2 separate regions of the Anas platyrhynchos genome follow, and region 2 is linked to region 1. The links are chromatin contacts, called in public Hi-C maps. All regions are on one chromosome and are shown on one strand. Each heading gives the region's core, a stretch centred on a gene start, on an enhancer-like site or on the middle of the called end of the contact. The rest is flanking DNA. Distances are from core to core; before and after follow the strand shown.

Evidence for each region. Hi-C and Micro-C count contacts between places; a contact is called where the count stands out from the background.
Region 2: a contact with region 1 is called in a Hi-C map of liver, with 2.5 times the contacts expected there. The contact joins the promoter of LOC101805188 here to the enhancer-like site in region 1. A contact is called at or near these places in 2 of 8 Hi-C or Micro-C datasets (liver and skeletal muscle).

The regions. Positions count from the first base shown.
Region 1 is chr22:6,057,441-6,064,096 of IASCAAS_PekinDuck_T2T, reverse strand. FHAD1 (forkhead associated phosphopeptide binding domain 1) reads right to left here. Exons shown (of 29, transcript XM_072027079.1): 5 at 5,382-5,473; 6 at 4,758-4,988; 7 at 3,575-3,698; 8 at 2,583-2,713; 9 at 1,154-1,219; 10 at 674-778; 11 at 61-168. Among named protein-coding and RNA genes, the nearest start is that of FHAD1, 8.1 kb to the right of the region's middle. Within about 2 kb of position 3,161, at least 4 of the 8 cell types and tissues checked have an H3K27ac peak or open chromatin away from gene starts, as enhancers often do.
Region 2 is chr22:6,163,916-6,170,571 of IASCAAS_PekinDuck_T2T, reverse strand. It overlaps LOC101805188 (ATP-dependent RNA helicase DDX19B), which reads right to left and starts at 3,442. Exons shown (of 12, transcript XM_038166521.2): 1 at 3,285-3,442; 2 at 2,706-2,754; 3 at 2,230-2,283; 4 at 1,282-1,417. The coding sequence starts at 3,341. It overlaps VWA5B1 (von Willebrand factor A domain containing 5B1), which reads left to right and starts at 2,539. Exons shown (of 26, transcript XM_038166736.2): 1 at 2,539-2,790; 2 at 4,514-4,613; 3 at 4,717-4,869; 4 at 5,341-5,464; 5 at 5,695-5,861.

The sequences.
Region 1 (6,656 bases), core at 1,912-4,411:
GAAACAGTCCCTTTGTTGCCTCTGGCCCGCATAGTAAGAAACTCCCACTCCTCCTCCTACCTGCACTTTGGCACGATCCACGTCAGATTTCAGCAGGCGCTCCCTGCGCCCCATCTCCTGTAACTGCAGAGATTTCCTTTCACAGGCATTTTTCAGCTCCTCTTCAGCCTGAAACAACAAAAGCCTTTGATTATCAAAGTGCTACCAGAAAGCGATGCCACAGGCATTTCTACCTCCACCATCCACATCAGACACGCCTCTACCTCAGCTCTGAGGTACCAAGATAGATATTTTCATCCTTTTGCAGGCGGTGGGATTGCAGTTTTACCCACAGTGCTGCTTTTTGGCTTGGCTTTGGTCCCTGGGACACCATCCACCCTAGACTTCCTAACGCGCCATTCTGGTCTCCTGTTTCAGTTCCTGTTTTGCTGCCATGGGCATGCTGTGGGCCCTGGGGAATTGATATTGCTGGGGGACAGCAGGACTGGGTACACAAATTACTTCCTATACAGCGGAGCATTTCCTATTGCAAAGCTTCCACTGCCAGTGAGCAGGCGACCTGTCCTTTCATCCTGGCTGACAAGTGGAAGCTGCACGTTTCACTTCCCAAGCTATACAAGTCCACTCTCCTTTCCAGAGGAGAGAGCTGCTAACTTTTGGCATGAAGATTTACCTTTGCTTTCTCAGACAGCTTGCTTTGGATGGTTTCCTGTTCAATGCGATACTTCTGGACTTCTCCCTGCAAGCCCTTCAGGTCACACTCCAGCTCCCCAATGCGCTGCAAGAGTCCCAGAAAGGAAGAGTTCACTCTTGTTTTTCTTACAGAATTTCAACAACAAGCAAGATATTCTCCCTACCTATCCCGTTTCATTTATCCCAGTCTTTTCTTCTAGCTTCTCTTTACAGCTGATAGATTGACTTGATTTCTTATTCCTGACAGTGCTCTCCTGAACTGAGATTATTTTTATTTGAACTTCAGTTTTTCCAGAAGTTTACATTTCTCCACTTGGTTATGCACGTTACATCCCTTCCTTTACAGGAGCTGGATTCAAAACGCTCCTCTTACAATGCCTAGGAATATTCTCTGCATGGCACATTTTTGCAATCGTTGCTTTCTGGTGTGCTACATCACCCCGAATGACTGGAAACTCACTTTTTGGTATGGAGTCACATCCCTCTCTCCGAGTTCACGCTTCATTTCCTCTTTAAGTCTAGAGCACTAGAAAGAACAGCAACCGATGGAAAAAGTTATCAGGCTGGCCAGATACTGTCATTTCTGACAGAAATGTCAACGTACCCTTCAGTACTACAGCACAGCTCAGTGCTCAGATGCCTAATGGGTAGCAGAGTGTCCATGACAGGGCAATCGAGGCATTGAGAGCATGACAGTACCAGCACCTGGACAGGCCCATATCTAAATCATAGCCTGGCTGAGAGAAGAGAAATTGTGTGCAGCAAATACTCTACAGAGAAAAATTCATTGGGCCTTAGCAAAAGTGTAACAGCAACAGCAGAAAGGACAAATGGAACCAAAAGCTCTTTCCAAGACATCCATGGTAACTCAAACCATGACATGAACAGATATTTCCAAGCTGACACACTACAGGGTGCTTTTCAGTTCCATTTTTGAGTGTTTGGGTTTCAGAGCATGGCCCTATTCCAAACACAGCTCCTCCCTCACCCCAGATCATTCCTACATCCCTGCAGCAGTGGAGGCTGCAGAGGGATGTGCTCTCTGCCCTCTACAGGCATGAAGAGGGCCACCAGCTACCAAGCAGCATTCCTGGGACACCTGCTCTCCCCCTCAGCCCCTAACTGCTGCTCACACCTATCCCATTTCCATGGGTTACACAGAGCTGACCCACAGCAGAGTGGGGAGCATCCTGCTTCTGCCATCCAGAAAGCAGCTCCACCAGGAGCAGGCTGCCAGGGACAGAGACCTCTTCCTGCACCCCCGGGGCGTTTCAGTTTCAGCCGTTCCTCAGAAATCAATGAGAGCCACTACAATCTCCTGGAACACTGCCTCGTCAGCCAGCCACAATGCTGCACCCGCTCCACACTTATTATGCAGATTATGCAGCTTTGCCACTCGAGCAGGGAGCTGCACATACACAGACAAACAACCTGCTATACAGGCAGTTTTCTTTATGGGGAAAAAAACAGGCTTGGTTGCAGGGTGCATCCTTAAGACCGGGTTTCCATGGCTTTCTCAGCAGGATCTTGGCACGAGTGCCTTGAGCACACAAATAGCCACAGTGTTCCCAGAAATTCAGGTCACCAAGTACCTGCACTGTAGAACAAGGAGGGGGATTCATCTGGTGAACCTGACACCTCACACAGGCATTTCACAGCATACCCAGCCACTGCTCTGTCGCTGCTACATCTCAGAGACACAGCTCTGGCTTCCTGCGACTATTTACATGCAGTCAGGACCCAGCAGTTACATCTGTCCCTGTTACACAGCTGCTGAAATAGCTGCTCCAGTCCTTACCAGAGAGGAGCGAGACCCTTTGGATCTTACTGTTCCATGCTAGCCCGTGTATGAGACCATCACTTACAGAGCACGTCACTGGGGTGCTAACCTTGGCAGACACAACGGCCAGCTGGTTGTCCTTTTCTCTGTTTGCCTTCTTTATTTTCTCCACATCCTGCTTGAGTTGCTGAATTTTCTGCTCCTTCACAGCAATCTCCCTTTGCAGGCTGGTCACTAGACCTGGGGAAAACAATTTGGGCAAGAGGAAACCAAAGCATTTCCCTTCAGAAGCCCTCTGGGCACCGAGTGGCGAGTCTCCATCTGACAACTGTCTGACTTGGAGAGCGGCTCCAGCTCTTGGCAAGCCGTGCTGGACATTATTCCACAAAAAGATCGTTAACAAGTCCCCACAGGCCCTGCAGCATATGCTCCCAGGAGGACAAGCAGCTTTCTTACAGATCTGTTTCCCTTATATTTCTATGTCGGGGCCAAAGCTCTGAGCTCTTCTCCCTGCCAAGCGCTGTTACGAGCAGATTACCTCGGACCACAGAAATGAGACAGAACAATTTCACTAATCTCAGTGCACAGCCAATGGCTGTTTGGGGAAAAACAGCAACTATTTTATGTTCACATCACATTCCTTGGGAATGATAAGTGCTGAGATAAAGGCAAGTGGAACAGGCTTGTGGTTAGAGGCAGCCTTTGCAGCCACACGGTAATTCAGAGCCTGACAGTGAGCGTGCAACGAGTGTGCACAGGCTTCTGCAGTCCAACCAGCAGCACCCAGACCGAGCAGCTCAGGGCTTTGCCCTGCAGTCAGTACTTTTTGCTGTGCTTTCTTTTTTAACACAGTTCTGTCCCAACACTCTCTGCCTTCTGTCTTTGCTCCCCCCCCTCACTTCTGCGGGGCTCCTTATGCCAGCAACTACCTGCAAATCCCACAGAGCTTCAAGAAACAGAACACAAAGTGGGACAAATTTTCCCAGCCACTACAAACTGCTGCCAGACAATCTTGCAAATGTGTGGTCACTTTGCAAAGCCAACCCTCAGCTGTTTCGTGCCCCTACAAGGAGCTCCCATGAAATATCAAGGCAAACATACCTGTGGTCAAAGCGTGATCCCTCTTTAGCTTCTCACTTTCTTTCCTCAGGCTTCCAATTTCCAGGTCTCTTTCATAAAGAGAATGGCTAAAAATTTCACTTGAATCTTTCTGCAAGTCACTGATCTAAAATAGAGGAAAAAAAAAAATATCATATGATCCTCACCAGGTAACTTTGTTGCTCCAATACGCTTGCTTTTGTTTTAAATGCAAACTCAGCTCCTCTCAAGCTTCACAGAGACTGCCCTGGTTTCTGACTGCCATTAACTTTTCATGAACCCTCAAAGACAGTCACGGTTTGGTCAGGTTACTCATTACTATCCTAGGCTAATTCTTTGGAGTAATTGCTCTGGACAGGATCTGCCTATCAACATTTTGGCTGTTCACAGCAAAAGCCTGATATCAAAGGCACAAAGAGACAATGTCTCATGCTGGCTGCAATCCTGAGAACATACAGCTTGGGCTGGTGGATAGTGCTACTGCAGAAACAGGCTGAAATATCCTCAGATTTATAGCCTTCACTCTGCATATATACTTACTGCTCACAAATGCAGATTCATAGGTGCTAGCAGTCACACTCACGTTTCTGCCACAAGCACAGTATTGGGAGCAGGGAATAATCTGCACTGTCTACTCCTGCATGTCAGCACCCCACAGGCAAAGAGCAGAAAGTAGGAATTGACTTCCCACCTATAACATAACACATCCCTGGACAGGACACCTATATGGCCATGCCCTTCTGCCTGGCCACCTGTTTTCATCTGGATGCCAAAGGGCTTCTTTGTCTTTTGGACTATAACGTCCCCTGCAAACGCAAACGCTGGCTCTGTTCCTGGGGGAAGAGAGGCATGGGGGAGAAAAGGAGTCAGGCATCCTGGCCTGCAGTGACTGCACGTGGCTTTTCTCCACCAGAAGTAGTTCAGGCTTATGTTTCTTTTCCCACCATGGCATTGCAGGTCCTGCCACATAGATGAGAAATTTGATTCCCAGCTTCGTTACGGGACAATTACAGAACAAGAAATCATGTGGGCAACACACGGCAACCGATTATAACCATCTCTCTGGTTCCCCTTCATTCCACACATGCTACCTCCTCCTCTCTCTCCGAACAAGGTGCTTAGTTCAAGACCCATATGCATCAGAACACTATTTTCAACTGAGTGTGCCTGCTTAGGCACTGCGTACCTGTTCCTTTAAGGTTTTAATCTCTTCTGTTTTGGCTCTGATTTCTCTGTCAAACGTTAGAAGCTTTTGGGTCAGCTCCACATCGCTTCTAGCAGCAGCCTGGGCCATGGTCTTGGCCATCTCTGCAATTTTGTCCTGAAGACTCCTTATCACTGAATCTTTCTGCTTTGATTCTGCTTCAAAACCAGAGAGACGACTGATTTCCTTTTCCAGTCTCAGCAGCTTTTCATCCTGCGGGCAGGTTCCATGTGTCGTCTGTCACTCTGCAGTTACAGACACCAGGCTGCCTGCTTCTATAGGGTAACCGCGTAATTTCCATAAAGCACACAGCTTTGGATGAGGCTAGCCTTCTCTCATTAACAACACACTGCAGTCACCCTGTGACACCCATGCTTTTCAGACACAGCTGATGCCTTCTCCCTCCTCACCCTGAATTTCCAGAGAGCCCAGATCCTCCACATACCCAGTGGTTCCCAGTTCCCTGCACATTGCTGGGACTCTTGGTCACACACACACACACATTTTGTACCCTTTGTCATCTACCAGCCCATACAATCACTCTCACCACACTTTTCCCTAGGGCAGGACCATGAGTTGCATCCCTCACCCTTTCTGCAGCATCACCTTTTCCTGCAGGAGGCAGTCCACGCTATGAATCCTCAGGAAAGGGGCTCCTGCCCCAGTGCTTGGATCATTGCCTGAGATTGTGGTCCAGGCTGAAAGATAGAAAAGAATATAGTAGCTGTATAAGAAATATATATATAAAATATCAGAAATATAAGAAAATAGTGCTGTATGAGGGGGCAGGACTAGCACTTTGTGAGGTTCTCTCTCTCTCTTGTCCAAAGCCTATTTGCAGGCAGTGGCTACTTTACAGTCTGAAGCTTGGCTCACACTCACAACGATAGCCACCTGTTTGGCACTACAAAGATCCCCACCAGTGCAAACAGTCTACACAAGAGAGAGGAATAATACACCTCTGGGAAATGTAAAGCCTCCAAGGCACACAGACACAGAACTGAAGGCTCCTCTGAGTTTTTAACCCTGTCTAGCCCCAAAGAAAGAAGGTCAATTTTCATTGCTCACAGCAGAGGAATAGTTAAAAGTTCACTAGGATTAACACACACAGATCCCTTTGGCTCTATTTCAAAAATCAAACGAAGCTGTGCTACCTTGGAGCACGAGCTTCATTCCTGTCACCTTCACTGGGACTTTAAGTTGTGTGCGTGGCTTTATGCTGAGCAGCTGTGACTGCACAGTAATGTCCTTTGCTCTGGAGCACTAGGTATAATCTGGCAGTTTACTAGTGACTTTCTATTCCCTCTGACTGTTAAAAACACAAAATAAAGCACAAACTACCGATATATGGCCTAATTTTTTGAGTACTCCTGTGTGGAGCCAGGAGTTGGACTTGATGATCCCTGCGGGTCCCTTCCAACTCAGGACATTCTATGAAACCACAAAAATCATGAGATCAGGTATCCTGATACAACAAACTACCTTCGTGGCAATAATCTTTTCCCATAGTTGTGCTGTTCAATCACTTCGTACCCACAAACCCTTGCCTTTGCTCCGCTGCTACAGCATACTTCACTTTTAAGAAACATATCAGGTACAGATCTACTTTTATGTTCCTTTGCTCAAGGCAGCCAGGAACCGCACATCAAAGGAACCAACCCACCACTACAAACAGACTGGAATAGGTGCATGAGTCATCGATGAAGATAAAGTCTGTAATCGCCTTCAGGATCACACACGAGGAACAAGGAAGAGGAAATGCCACCGAAGTTACCGAGGCAATGGCTTTCCCCACAGGTTGTCATGGCACATTTCCTAACTGACCCAAATGCCACCAATCACACACGGACCCCGATTAGCTTCGCATGACAAGGACTCACA
Region 2 (6,656 bases), core at 2,193-4,692, 110 kb before region 1:
CAGGAAGCTGCAGCAGCAAGGGAGAGCTCAGTGCTGCTTGGAACAGAAGCTTCAAAAAAAAAAACCCAAACCAGCTCAGTTTACTACGTCAAGCTGCACGCCTGCCTTTCACACTGCAGGGAAAACTTTGTTTTGCAGCTCCAGAGGCTTCTGCTGGGCTTCTCGCATGTTCTAAAGCAGCTTTTCAGACAAGCCCAGGGATTGTGGGGTAGAGACCATTAATCCTGGCCTTTAGGGCAATCCCTCCTCCTCAGACCTCAGCACCAAAACGGTCGCTCCTTCAAGACCTGAGTATTCAGCCAAGCAGCCTCTGTCGCTACAACCCAGGGGTGTAGCAACACCGCCAGTCCTCAAACACTCACACTGATCTTTCTTCAGGGGAGTTTTGTAGTCTCAGCTGGTGCTTGTGTAGCCAAGGGGATTCGAGAACAACCCAAAATTCAGCTCATGGTGTCAGCAGACTCACCGCCAGCCTCCAGGCGCTCACTGAAGTGCTGTCAAGAAGCGAGCACTTTCCACTCCAGGCAGGTTACTCTTTTCCTGCCCACCGTTTCCTCCTGTTGAGCACTCCCCACTCAGCACAACACGCTTTTTAAAAAGCCCGTATTACTTTCAGGGGATGGCTCGAACAAAAGCCCTTTGAAACATAACCTTGTGCTGCTCAGCAGCAAGGACAGAGCCCGGCTCCGCCACAGTTGCCAAGGATACACCGCCTCGTAACGCGACGGCTCAATTAGTCTGCTTGCCCCTGTCATTAACTCCCCGGGATTGTTTGCCTTCTGAGAGATGGGAATGAGTCTAAAGGGCACCACAGGCTCTCAGTTTTTTGGGAGACATTCAGCTACGAATGTCCCTGAGATCGTTGGAAACCCAGAGCTCTGGCAGAGGAAAGGCAAGCACCCTTGTGCTGTTTGCTGCTGGATCTCCCCAAATAACCCAAGAACAGGAACAGGAGCTGGTTCAGAGATATCTTAAACACAAATTTGCAGGAACTTAAACCAGAAGCCTGTGCACTTTTCAGTGGTCTGAGGCAGCCAGGAAATCTAACAGGGCACGAGGAGAGCCCACAACCATCTGGTGGGCTCCAGACTCGCATCTGTTCTCACAGGCTCCTCAAAGCTGCCCCTGCTGAGCTCAACACTCCCCCCAACCGTGGGGGCCAAATAACGAGCTGCAAAACAGCCACAGGGGAGCCCGTTCAACCCTTCTGCTCTTCAGCTCAGTGCAGAGGAGCTCCTGGCACCACCACCGGCCCCACAGCCCCGAGCTGACAGCACTTACAGGCGCAGCTCCTCGAAAGACTTGACGGAGTAGAGCGGCGAGGTGGGGTCCCTCTGCAGCACCTCCACCTGGTTGGTGGTGTCCACCAGGTTGCTGCGGATCAGCTTGTTGAGCAAGGACTGGGTGGCTCTGTCCTCTGTCAAAAAAAAAAAAAGGAGGTGGGAAAACGGTCAGGGCCTGTTTCAGCCCCTGCTCCCGCTGAAACGCGGCACGGCCGGTCGGAAAGGATGCGCTGCACCCAGCCCCAGAAATACCCAAACTCCCTGGTAGGGAACAAAACCGTGACAGAGCCCCAATTTCCCAAATGAAATGTCTGTCGAGGCACCCCCCACAGTATTCAGGAAGGTAAAGAAAAGCAGGCTCAGTTTTAAGGCCAGGGGGGAACCTGAACACACACGAGCTCTGTTTGTTAAGCTGCAGGTTTCAGAGCCCGCAGCTCAGCACCTAACTGCGAGGTGGGACAGGGCCAAAAGCCCCACTGCCACCTGTGGGCAGACACCTTTTTGTTTCTGTTTTCTTTTCCTTTTAAGGAAGGTTTGAGGACAAACGGCATTTCAAGATTCCAGGGCTGGAACACTCTAAGGGCTAAGGATACGTGAGATCAAAACCAAAGGTGAAGTTGCTGCACTTTGCGGTTTTCCTCACGAGTCTGTCCTCTAAAGTGAGCTTCTCATAAGGCACCTTCTGAAGGATTTAGGGCCGTCCCCCACCCCTTAACAACCATTTCAGAAATGCTGAAATGCAGTTGCTTCAGAAATTCACCTCTCTCCACTCTAACCCAGGAGTCCCCCAAGTTATTACAGAACCCAACGGCTTTAAAATTTACAACTAGGTCCTTGGGGCAGGAGCCAAGATCATCCACCCTGGGACATAAGGTGGACTCACTTTAGGTACACAGGAAACAAATCTCTTTCCACGTGCCTCACCATTCACCCGACCAGCACCCACCTTTCTCCTCATCCTCTGTCTTCTCAACGTTGTCGTCCACCTTGACGACAGCACCTGAATTCAAAGAGAGGGGAGTGGGATTTAGGGGATTTAGGTTTGGAATTCTGCAGAAAAGCTGCAGAGCAGCTCGGCAAACAGCCCCGTGGCTGTGAAGCAAGAAAACCGAGCAGAGCTTGCTTTGTGCAGCCAAACTGATGCTGGTGCCTGGTCCAAGCCAAACACACCACGAAATTTTGCCATCGAGACCCAGGCAGAAAGAGTTAGCCCAGCAGGGCAAGCTCAAGAGGTGGAAAGTTAAATCATTGTGACTGGCTGAGCAATCTTAGCTTTCTGGTTTGTTTTTTTTCCTGCAGTTTCTTGACTGCAGGGTGCTGCTCGGCTCGGACTCCACCATCTTCAGGGTCGTCCCCTCTGTCCCTGAGGGGTTCTGCTCCTAACAGGAACGTGGTGAGACCGCCACAGGGAGTGTAACTCACCGTTGGAATCCGGCTTGGCTTTCTCCTCCTTCAGGTGCAAGCTGCTGAGCTGTGGGCGAGGAAAAACAGCGGCGTCAGGACCCTGGTGAGGACGGGGGTGTTGAAACCCCAAATCCAAGGGGCTGAGGACGGGGATAGGGGACAAGGATGGGGACAGGGGATGAGGATGGGAATGGGGGATGAGGATGGGGCTGAGCGTCCCCAGCACAGGGCTTGTTCCGCTGCCGGGACGGCGTGAAGACAGGGCACAGAAATGGGGGCAAAAAAGGCGTTTGTGGGGCCCGAGAGGCAGCAGGACCCTGAGCTGAGGCAGCGCCTGGATGCACCTTGAGGGGAAAGAATGAAGGGGAAGTAGAGAAAAGAGGAAAAAATATATTTATATATATCGCCCCCAAAACCTGAGGAGCCGACCCCACGACCGAACGACCCGAAAAATGGGGGGAAAAAAGGGAGAATCGGGTCCCTGCAGCGCTGCCTGCGAGGAGGCGGCGGCCGCCCCCCAGCGCTGCCGGGCCCCGTTCCCGGCCCCGTTCCCGTTCCCATTCCCATTCCCCTTCCCCGATCCCGGCCGCCTCTCACCGACTCCGCCGCCGCCTCCTGCTCGTCCACGGCCAGGGCCCACGAGTCGGTGGCCATGGCCGGGCCGGGCCGGGGCCTCGCCGCCAGCAGCCGCAATGGCGCCGGGCGAGGGGAGGGCGCCTGCGCCGCGCTCCTCAGGGCCGGCGGCTGCACGGGCAGGGCGGGCGGCGTTCCGCCACCGCGGGTTCCGGGGGATTTGAGGGGGAAAAGGGGGAAATAAAGGGAAAATAGGGGAGAATAGGGGAGATTAGGGGAGAATAGGGGGATATGGGGCTGCCAGGGTGCGGTGAGGGGATGGGGTGAGGCTGAGGGTGATGTATGGGAAGGGTGCTGGTCCCTGTGTGGGGTTGGGGTCAGCCTGAGCCTTCTGTATGGGAAGGGTCCTGGTCCCATATGGGGCTGGGGTCAGCCCAAGCATGTATGGGCAGTGTCCTTGTCCCTCTGTGTGGGGCTAGGGTCAGCCCAAGTCTCCTGTATGGAGAGTGTCCTGGTCCCTCTGTGTGGGGATGGGGTCAGCCCGAACATCCCTGTGTGGGAAGGGTCCTGGCCCCCTGTGTGGTGTGGGGATGGGGTCAGCCCAAGCATCCCTATTTGGGAAGGGTCCTCATCCCTGTGTGGGGCTGGGGTCACCCTGAGCCTCCTGTATGGGAAGGGTCCTGGTCAGCCCAAGCCTCCTGTGTGGGGTGAGTCCTGGCCCCTGTGTGGGGATGGGGACAGCCTGAGCATCCCTGTGACAGAAGGATCCTCGTCCCTGTGTGGGGTTGGGGTCACCCTAAGCCTCTGTGTATGGGCTCAGTCCTGGCCCCTTGTGTGGTGTGGGGCTGGGGTCAGCCTGAGCCTCTTGTGAGGCAAGGGTCCTGGTCCCCTGTATGGTGGGTTGGGGTCAGGGCCTGCCTCACTGCACAGTATGGGGACCAGTCCCGTGGGATGGGACTGGCAGCCAGCCCTCCCCTGCTGCGTTTTGTAGGGCCCAGCCCTATGCCATGATATGGGGCTGGGGCCAGGCCCTGTCCTGCTGCGTGAGGGGGGGTCCCTCAGGCAGGCGAGCCCTTCTCCTAGGGTCCGGGGAGCAGCTGCTTGAGCTGCTGACACCTCCCAAAGCTCGAGAGACCAAAATGAGGCAAGTTTTTACAACTTTGGGACACAAGGCCTGGCCCTTCACACAGCTCTCTGTGATTTTTTCCTTCCCAATAAATCCAGGAGAGTCCCTCTGGTCCCTTTCCATGCAGGTACCCTGCAGAGGCTCCGTGTCACCGAAACCTCCTCAGGACACCAAGCGGAGGGGCCGGGAGCCTCGTGCTGTGCTCCTGGTGTGTGAGCAGCCCTCAGGTGGGTCCCACAGCTCGCCGGTAAAGCAAATAACCCTGCCTCGGCTACGTGTGCTGGTAGGAATCCGGGGATTTTCCCCAATAAATGTTCTTTTCTTCGGCAGAGCCACAGTGAGCAAACACGGAGCAGGCAGCCGGCTACGTGGGCTACTCTGCGGCTGATTTATTTGTCTGATCAGGACCGTAAATCCTCCGGCTTCGGGGCTGAAGTCAGCCTCCGGGGAAGGGAGGGGACTCGGCTGGGGTCTGCTGGCAGGGTTTGTGAATTTCCCTCTGAAAACAGGTCCTAGGTGGGGCCGAAGTGGTTCTCAGTCTGCTCACCCATCCCACAAGAAGGACTTGTGCTGGAAAACCTCAGCCCTGCTGCATGTCCCCTCCCTGGGGAGCCGTGCAGCCCTGTCCCCGGTGCCTCAGTTTCCCCCTGACCATTCTCCCCCTTTTTAAGCCCCAGCCGCCCCGTGTGGTGCTCGTGTCCGGCACCAGCACATCCTGCTGGAGCATCCTCACTTGTAGGGCAACCCCATGGGTGTCCTGTGTGCCCCACAGCAGCGAGCAGGGGGCGAGGAGCTGCGTGTGGGGCTTTGATTTCCCCTATGAGGGAAGCAGACGAGCAAAGTGCCTTTTCCCTTCCCGCTGGGCTCCGTGCTCGTCCTCCATCCCTTCCCCATACCCCCGGGAGCAGGAGGGGGCCGCGGGAGGCGATTGTCATGGTTACCTCTCCCCGACAGACACAAATGGCTCCAGCTGACCATGGGCACCCACGGGGCTCCTCCAAGGCTGCAGCCACGCACCGGGGGCAGCCAGCGAGCCGGGACCCAACCTCGGCGTGCTCGCACGTGTGTGTCCACCGAGGTAAGCCCCGTCCCCATCCGCACCCCACCGAGCCCCACTGTGTGGCCAGGAGGGAGAGGGTCAGGGTTATTTTTCTTTATTTTTTTATTTTTTATTATTTTTTCTTTGGGGGGGGGAGGCCACCGAGGTGGCCGCTGTGCAGCTGCCCCCACCCCGAGCCCTGGCGCGCCGTCTCTCCCTCCCGTGCTCTCTCTCCCTCCTCATCTCCTGTCTCTCTCCGTGCCTTTCAGAGACAAAAGCAGGGGCTGAAGCAGTGCCGGCCGCCCTCCGAGAGCCCTCCGGCCGCCTTCCAGACCCCCCCAGCCCAGCTGCAGGAGCTTGCAGGAGGGGGGGGGAAGTTGCTCCAGCACCCCCACCACCCCCCCAGCCACCCACCCACCCCCTCTCCCAGGGAAAGGTAAGGAAAAGAAAGCAGCCGATGCTCTCCACTTGCTCCTGCACCTTTTTGGCTGGTCGTGGGGGGGGAGGTTGGTTTGGGGCGGGGGTGCGGGCTGCTGCTTCGCCAGGCGGTGCAGGATCCCTGTCACAATATTTTTCTGCAGGCAACAAGCCCACACTTGGCAGAGCTGCTGCTTCCCTGCCTTGGCCCTTTCTCAGCTGGTTGGGGAGCCCCTGGCCGTGTGTGTCCCCCCCCCCCTTCCCCTGGCTCCCCAAAACGATGCCCCCCCGTCGATGGGGCTGCAGGCAGGGGGCAAGGGAAGGGGGCTGGATGGTGGTGCTGCAAAGCTGGGGGTGATAGTCCTCTCCTCTCCTGGGCAGAAGGAGGGAGATGACACACTGCTTTGGGGGAAGAGGGGACCGAGCCCATCTCAGTGACCTCAGTGGTTTTGGGGAGCCCTCTGCTCCCCCCATGTGAAGGCTCACAGCACCAGGGGCTGGGCTGCGTGCTCAGCTGGGCAGCTCTGTGCTGGGATGAGGAGGAGGATGGAGCAGGGTCACTCCTTGACCATGTCCACATCCCCTCTGGCTTGGCTTCCTTCGTTGGGGGCTTGTAAAGTTTGCTCGCAGGCGAGGTGCGATGGTAACACCCAAAATTTGCCCTGCCACCTTCCCCCTTGCCCCCCTTCTGGCTGGAGGGGTAAAGACCCCTGCTTTTGGAGGTGCTCCCAGAGCAGGGATGCGAGTGGCAGCTCCAGGAACCCAAATCCAACCCCAGAACCCAAATCCAGCCCCATAACCTGGGGCAAGAGCT